Regions from separate parts of the Mus musculus genome. Here region 2 is linked to region 1. The links are chromatin contacts, called in public capture Hi-C maps. All regions are on one chromosome and are shown on one strand. Each heading gives the region's core, a stretch centred on a gene start, on an enhancer-like site or on the middle of the called end of the contact. The rest is flanking DNA. Distances are from core to core; before and after follow the strand shown. Region 1 overlaps Camta1 (calmodulin binding transcription activator 1). Region 2 overlaps Camta1 (calmodulin binding transcription activator 1).

Evidence for each region. Capture Hi-C pulls out chosen DNA fragments and counts their contacts.
Region 2: a capture Hi-C map of embryonic tail shows a contact between it and region 1, with 3 times the contacts expected there. The contact joins two enhancer-like sites. A contact is called at or near these places in 1 of 15 datasets of contacts at CTCF or cohesin (stem cell-derived epiblast-like cells), 12 of 484 Hi-C or Micro-C datasets (the HL-1 cell line, cardiomyocytes, cranial neural crest and 7 more) and 2 of 9 other capture datasets (embryonic stem cells and embryonic tail).

Annotation. Positions count from the first base shown.
Region 1 is chr4:151,477,966-151,481,612 of GRCm38.p6, forward strand. All of the region lies in intron 4 of Camta1 (calmodulin binding transcription activator 1), which reads right to left. Among named protein-coding and RNA genes, the nearest start is that of Gm30344, 24 kb to the left of the region's middle. Within about 2 kb of position 1,261, at least 7 of the 459 cell types and tissues checked have an H3K27ac peak or open chromatin away from gene starts, as enhancers often do. A contact at or near this core is called in embryonic tail, where this site is marked.
Region 2 is chr4:151,602,845-151,606,259 of GRCm38.p6, forward strand. All of the region lies in intron 3 of Camta1 (calmodulin binding transcription activator 1), which reads right to left. Among named protein-coding and RNA genes, the nearest start is that of Gm52712, 37 kb to the right of the region's middle. Within about 2 kb of position 1,852, at least 60 of the 459 cell types and tissues checked have an H3K27ac peak or open chromatin away from gene starts, as enhancers often do. A contact at or near this core is called in embryonic tail, where this site is marked.

The DNA.
Region 1 (3,647 bases), core at 11-2,510:
GAAGAGAGGGTAGAAAGACCATGGGCGCCCAAGGTTAGGGGGAGCAGAGGAAACCAGCGCCATCTGGACTTGTCAAGACCCACACTCATGGCAGCTGTGGTTGTATTCGCAGGACTGTGCAAATCAGGCCAGTCAACAGTGCAGTGTGGGTGGGGACGGGCTCATGGGCCTCCACCCCTCGCTGAGGAGTGACTGACTCATGGCTGCTAAAGAACGAAGAGTTTTCTTTAGGGGTGGGGCCCTTGTTAGGTTGGCCATAGGCTCCTGGATACCACATTCATATGGGAACACTAGTTAGACACAGTGGGTTGCTCTTTATTTAAAGGAAGGGGGAAAAGACCATGAAGTTGATGAAGATGTGGGGGCATCCTGAAGTTTAGAGGGATGAGTGTAATTAAATTGTATTGTCTATGTGTATGAAATGCTAGAAGAGTAAATAAAAGCCCTATATTAAAAATTAAGAAATTAGAGCTGGAGAGATGGCTCGGCAGTTAAGAGCATTGGCTGCTCTTCCAGAGGTCCTGAGTTCAATTCCCGGCAACCACATGGTGGCTCACAAGCATCTGTAATGGGATCTGATGCCCTCTTCTGATGTGCATTAAGGCAGAGTGTTCAAATACATAAAATACATGAATAAACAAATTGAAAAAAAAAAGAAGACGTTAATTCATCAGGGACCTTGTAACTATTTTGAGCTTTAGTGGCTTTGCTGAACCCCATAGTAGACCATTATGAAATGGATGGATCTCAGACATATTCATCATGCAACCAAGCACCAAGGCAATCCAAGGGAATGGAGATGGGAAACCAGACAAAGGAATCATTGGGGTCACTCAAAGATTTGTGTCAAGCCCAAGTTCCCAGGGGAAAAAGTTGACAGAGTCAAATGTGCCATGAGGCCCCTGGAAGATGCTAAATCCCAAGTAACAGGCAACCAACGAGTTAGTGGGGCTACGGAGGTAGCTATTTCCTCCAGGTACACCGTGTACCATTCCTAGAAGGGATGATCATTCACCCAGGACCTTGTCAGGAACCAATTATAGCCAATGGCAAGGCAATAGCTTTGGCCTGGTGTCTGCCCAGAGACTCTAAGTCAGAGGGAGCCCTGTAGAGGGTACCAGGCAGAAGAGGTGGAGTGTTGTATAGTTATGTCCTCTGAATTCAAACATTTCCTCTCAGGAGCATGGAGACTCACAAGACTCTGGAATCTTACAGAACTTACTGAGTAAGCAGGCTAATGGAACAAGATTCTTCCAGGACTTACATAAGCAATAAACGGGGAAGATCCTCTCGGGTGGAGCTGCCTGCGGGCTGTGTGGGGAGCCACAGGGGGTGTAGCTTTCATGAGTTCTCACTTGTCTGCAACGCTTCGCAGCTGCCCAAGTCAGACACATTCATATAAGAGACCCTCGCTCTTGAATGACCCCAATAAAAGTCGGTGGTTTGACAAGCTAGATTTGGCTGAGTTTCTTTGATCTGTTGCTGGTGCCCTATCTGGGGTGAACAGACATTTGTCCACATTGCCTTAGGAAAAGTCCCACAACTTTGTTTTTCCTGGACTCACAGAGAACAGAGCAAGGATGACAGCCCAAAGACTGCGAGTAGCAAACTCTCAGTGGTCAACAAGAAGGAAGACGCTATCTTCAGAGCCTAAGGAGGGAAACTGGCAGGACAAGAATCTTCCCAGAATGCCCTGCTTCCTCCTTGCTCTGTAAGACCTGAAGCATAAGATTTTAGAAGTTGTTCTATCCTTTGAAGGGCCTGGGATTTCTACCATGGCAACTCAGAAGTGATCTATTTCAAACCAAAAGTATCTGAGTCTCTCACTCCGAGAATGTCTTAAGCCCCTTTAGGGTTTCATGTCTGGATAAGGCTTTCTCAAACATGGACTCTGGATAATGTCAGCTCAGGCAGCTGTGACAAAGGGTCGCAGATTGAACCCACACCTTCACGGGTCTGGAGGGGAGAAGTCAGAGATGAGGGAGCTGGTAGATTCTTCTTCCTTCTCTTCCCTCCTCTGCTCATCCCTTCCTTTTCTAAAATTACCTACATGCATACATGTCTGGGCATACGTGTGCCGTGCCAGTAGATCCTCTGGGGCCAGAGTTGCAGGCAGCCGTGAGCTGCCTAGTGTGAGTGACAGGAGCGGAACCTGGACCTTCTGCAAATGTAGCGTTTGCTATCAACCTCTGAGCAATCTTTTCCAGCTCCTGATAGATTTTTCTAGATGAGGCTTCTTTCTGACCACCTCACTTTGAGTCCTCACAAGGTGGGCAAAAGAGTGGGAGAGAGCCATGCATGCCCAGTCCTTCCCACGCTGATCCCATCAGTGGGGCCCCGCCTCGTAGCCTCACTTAAACAGATCACCTCAAACTGTCATCCCATTGGACCAGGGGTGCTCAGACATCTGGACCGTTCCATTCAATAAATCCTTCATAAAGACCTGCACACAGACTCATGCATATGGACACTTATACAGAGACTCATGCAGACTCACACACACACACACACACACACACACACACACACACACACAGATCTGCACCTATGCACAGCCCACTCGATCACACTCGTGTCAGACAGCTGAACCACAATGCTCTCTCCTCAATACGCTCTAATAGCAATTACCTTCTTGAACAACAGACCCTACAGACGCAGACACTGGAAACACAGCATTTGGCTGAGTGTCCGTCAGAAAGGGCAGCCAACGGAACAACCACACAGTGTCAGGCAGCTCACGGGGAGACATTCAGCCTGTGTGAGAGAGTATCCCTTTCCAGCACGTCCTTAAGACCCATCTGTGTACAATTAGCGCAAAAGGCCTTGTTAATAACAGGCCTGTATCGCTGTTGTATTTGAAACTGATGTCACTGTAGGACGTCTCTCAAAAGGCTTGAAGAGGCTCTTCAATAGCCAAGGTAATGATGGCCAGAAATCCCTCATCAGCTAACTCACCCTCCAGAACTACACAGGCCAATGAGAACAGACCAAACACACTAACCTCACACCATTATTGTGCTTGGGGGGCAGAGACACTGTAATACCATGTTACCTATAAGAAAATATGTAGCAGTTTGCAATAAAGCTATTTCTTTTCTTTCCTAAAATGTATTTCATTTTCAATTGTGTGTGTGAACATGAGTGCAGTGCCTATGGAGGCCAGTAGAGGGCATCCTAGGGACAGGCGCAGAACAGCAGATACTGCTGCTGAAGACACCATGAGCATAAAGGAGCAGAAAAGAATTGGGGGTTGACTATGCCATTGTACACCCTGACGGGGCTTCAGTTACATGAGAGCATGCACTGATCTAAGCCTATCAATAGTTTACTCAGTATCTGCACCTCTCACCGTATTTAAAGTCTGTCGACTGAAAGAACAGCAAAGAACACTTGAACTCCAAGACACAACTGTGACAACCAGTGTGTTTAAGGATGAGACGTGTTTGACTCGCTTTGAGATGCAAGGTTAAAATAAGATGGATGGATGGATGGATGGATGGATGGATGGATGGATGAGTGGGTAGGTAGGTGGGTGAATGGGTGGGTGGATGGGTAGGTAGGTGGGTAGGTAGATGGTTGGATAGATGGACTTGTGATAAAGTAAGCAAATGTTGTGAAGGAGCTGGAGAGATGACTCAGCAGCTAAG
Region 2 (3,415 bases), core at 602-3,101, 130 kb after region 1:
ACTCTGAGACTCCATAAGAAGATTAACAGGGAGCTGGGACTGGTGAGAGAACTAGATGGTGAAGTACCTGAAGCACAAGTGTGGAGCCCCAGCACCCACATAAAATTGGGTGCAGTAGCATGCACCTATAATCCCAGCACTGTGAAGATGCAGAGGGGGCTGACCCTGGGCATCTCTGGCTTGTCAGTCTAGGTAAGTAATATAGCTCTGAGTTCAGATTTTTAAAAAAGATGTTACTTACTAAGGTGGAGGGTGATCAAGGAAAACTCCTGAGGTCAACCTCTGGCCTGTACACATATACACAGGCAGCCAGAAGCACAAATGCACACACTCACATGGGGACACAGGCAGCCAGAAGCATTACATGGGGTAATCCCCATGGATCTCTGTCTTTTTCTCTGTCTGTCTCTGTCTCTGTCTCTGTCTCTGTCTCTCTCTCTCTGTCTGCCTCTCTCTCACACACATACACTATGCACACACTCACATGGACACACACTGGCACCCCACCTTAACACACTCACATGGATACCCCCTCAGACCTCTCTCTCTCTCTTTCTCTCTCTCTCTCTCTCTCTCTCTCTCTCTCACACACACACACACACACACACACACACACTCACATGGACACACACACACAGGCACCCACAAGCACACATGCACACACATGAACACACACATCTGCACACTCACATGGAGATACCCCCCACGAATCTTTCTCTCTCTCTCTCTCTCTCTCTCTCTCTCTCTCTCTCTCTCTCTCTCTCACACACACACACACACACACACACACACACAGAGGAAAAGCCCTTTTCCTTCTTTCTTCCCTTTCTCTAACATCAAGCAGCCAGATGAAAGATGAGGAACCCAGAAGCACCGTTGTGTGTCACACCGATCCGCACGGCTGCAGGGCACGCGCCTCAGTCAATCCAATCCATTTTCTAGAGGACTTTGTAAGGAGATAGCGCACAGAATGTCAAAACCATAAAAGGATCATGCTCTCCAGAGGGCTGTGACAGGGCAGCACTGGCAGAAGGGAGGCTCCGTGCAGTATTTGCTGTTTGTTTCTGCTTTGCTTTTTTTTTTTCCCTGTGTGTGCCTGTGTAGGGGTGAGCATGCGTGTCAGTGCATATGCACATATGTGAGCACATGTAAACATGAGTAGAGGCCAAAACACACACTCAGGTATCATTCCTCAGGGTCCATCCACCTCATTTTTGGAGACAACATCCCCACTGGCCAGTCAACTCTTCGGGCCATCCTGTCTCCACCCCTAAGCATGGGGGTTACAGGCATATACCAGTACATCTGGATTTTTGTTTAAAATGTGGGTCTTAGAGATAAAGCTCACGTTCTCATGCTTGCTCAGCAAGCACTTCACTGGCTGAGTCACATCCCCAGTCCTTTGTGTCTTTATGTGAAAATGAGTTTCTAACAAAGGGGGGGGGGCCCTCTGGCCCTCCGTGTCCAAAGTGATACTGGTCTACAGTCAATGCCAATGGTCTGTAGCCATCTGCACCCCAGAGAGACACAAGGAAGCAACACTCATCCTCCCTTGTAAGCACTTGGAATTCCTTGAGGATCTGAGTCATGCGTTTGGGGAAACACGAGCCTCTGCGACAGCGTTCTTTATAACTTTATGACCTTCGAAGGCAAGACACCTGAGTACAGGTCCTAAGGTGACTGAGACAAAAAGCCCGCAGGCCAGATTTAGGCTAAAAACCCAAAATGTGACAAAGGGGAGGGGTGCTGTCCTCGGTCCTGAACCAGCGTGGTGGGGCCGCTGTCCTCGGTCCCAAATGTTCGCTTGGAACCTCTGTCCCCGGTCCTAAAATAGCGTGCTGGGCGCTGTCCCTGGTTCTGAACGGTCACTGCGCATGGTGTCCCGGGTCTGAACCGCCATTGTGGCCGCTGTCCCCTGTTCTGAATCAGAACATGTGGCGTTGGACTGGGGAGCTGTCCCTGGTCCTAAACCATCAGGGTTGGGTGTTTTGTTTGTTTGGTTGGTTGGTTGGTTGGTTGTCTGGTTGGTTTTATGTTGTTGCTCTTGGTCCTGAACCAACATAGGGGCTGTTGGCCCTGGCCCAAAACACCGCACAGGGGTTGGGGTTCAGGGAAGAGGATATGTTGTCTGTGGTTCAGAACCAATATCTTTGCTGGGGTGCTATCCCTGGCCCTGAACCAAAACTCATAGGAGCTTTGCCCCTGCCCTTAAACCAGCACTGCCTTTCATATGTGTGAGGGAGAGGGAGGAAGACTGTCCCTGGTCCTGAATCAGGCTCTTTTGTTGCTGTCCGTGGTCCTGAACCAACGCTGTTCCAGGGCTGTGATTTATAGGAGTGAGGTTTGTTCCTGCTTGTGACCTGGTGTGTGTACACGCTATGCACACACCTGCAGACGCTGTGGGAAGACGTAGCATGACCACCACACATCCTTCTGAAATGTGGCCTCTCACTGAACCTAGAGTTGTTTTGCAGCTTAGGTTGGTTCCAGCCATTTCCTATCTCTGCTCCCCACAGTGCTAGGGTCAGGCATGCACATCCATGGCCACTCAGCCTTTGTGTGGGTGCTGGGAATCCTGACTCAGGATCTTCATGCTCTTACCGACTGAGCCATTTCTCTGGGCCAAGGAGGCAATGATTTTTGTAGGTGCTAACCATATCTCTTCAAGTCAAATGGAGATGAGAAGATAGTGATTGAGAAGAAAAATGAAGAGGGCACATGCGTGCTGTTTTCTCAAAACGTCTTTCTAGGAATTTCATTCCAGGTGAATATATTGACATATGTTCTGGGTCACGACATAAAATTTATAGCTGGCTTCTTACCAAGGACAACGTATTGGAAAACTGCTTCTCTGGACTACAGTTGCTGTGACATGTCCTTGAACATTAAGACCCCAACTCTGTGCTCAGAAAATGGTCAAAATGTTGGTTGTGAGGCAGTGGTAGTTGAAAACATAGGATGTAATACAGAGAAGCATGTAAAAATGGAATTGTATGCCCAGGAGAAGGAGAGATGAGGGGTAAGGAGGGGGAAATAGTGGGTTTTGTACTACAGTTACCAGCATCGTGAGGATTTCTCCCTCCTGCTACATTGAATAGAAGGTGGTCTTCCAACTTTATTCACAGCTCCACTGTGATTTCAAGAAGGCAGCCACACACTGACCTTCCACACCCAGCCCTCAGGCAGGATGGTTTTGGCTACTAAGTGGTACAGTGACCTCACCCTCTGTACCTCAGGCTCAGTGAAGGGCTTTGGTTTAGTGGTGAAGGCACTACTGTACACCAGCAGTGACAATTGCACCTATACACAAGCTGTTGTGGGGATTAAGTGAAGGAATTTATGTAAAGTCACTTAAAACCAGACCTGGAACTCATTACTGAAGCAAAATGGCTAAATATTACTATAATTTCACTTA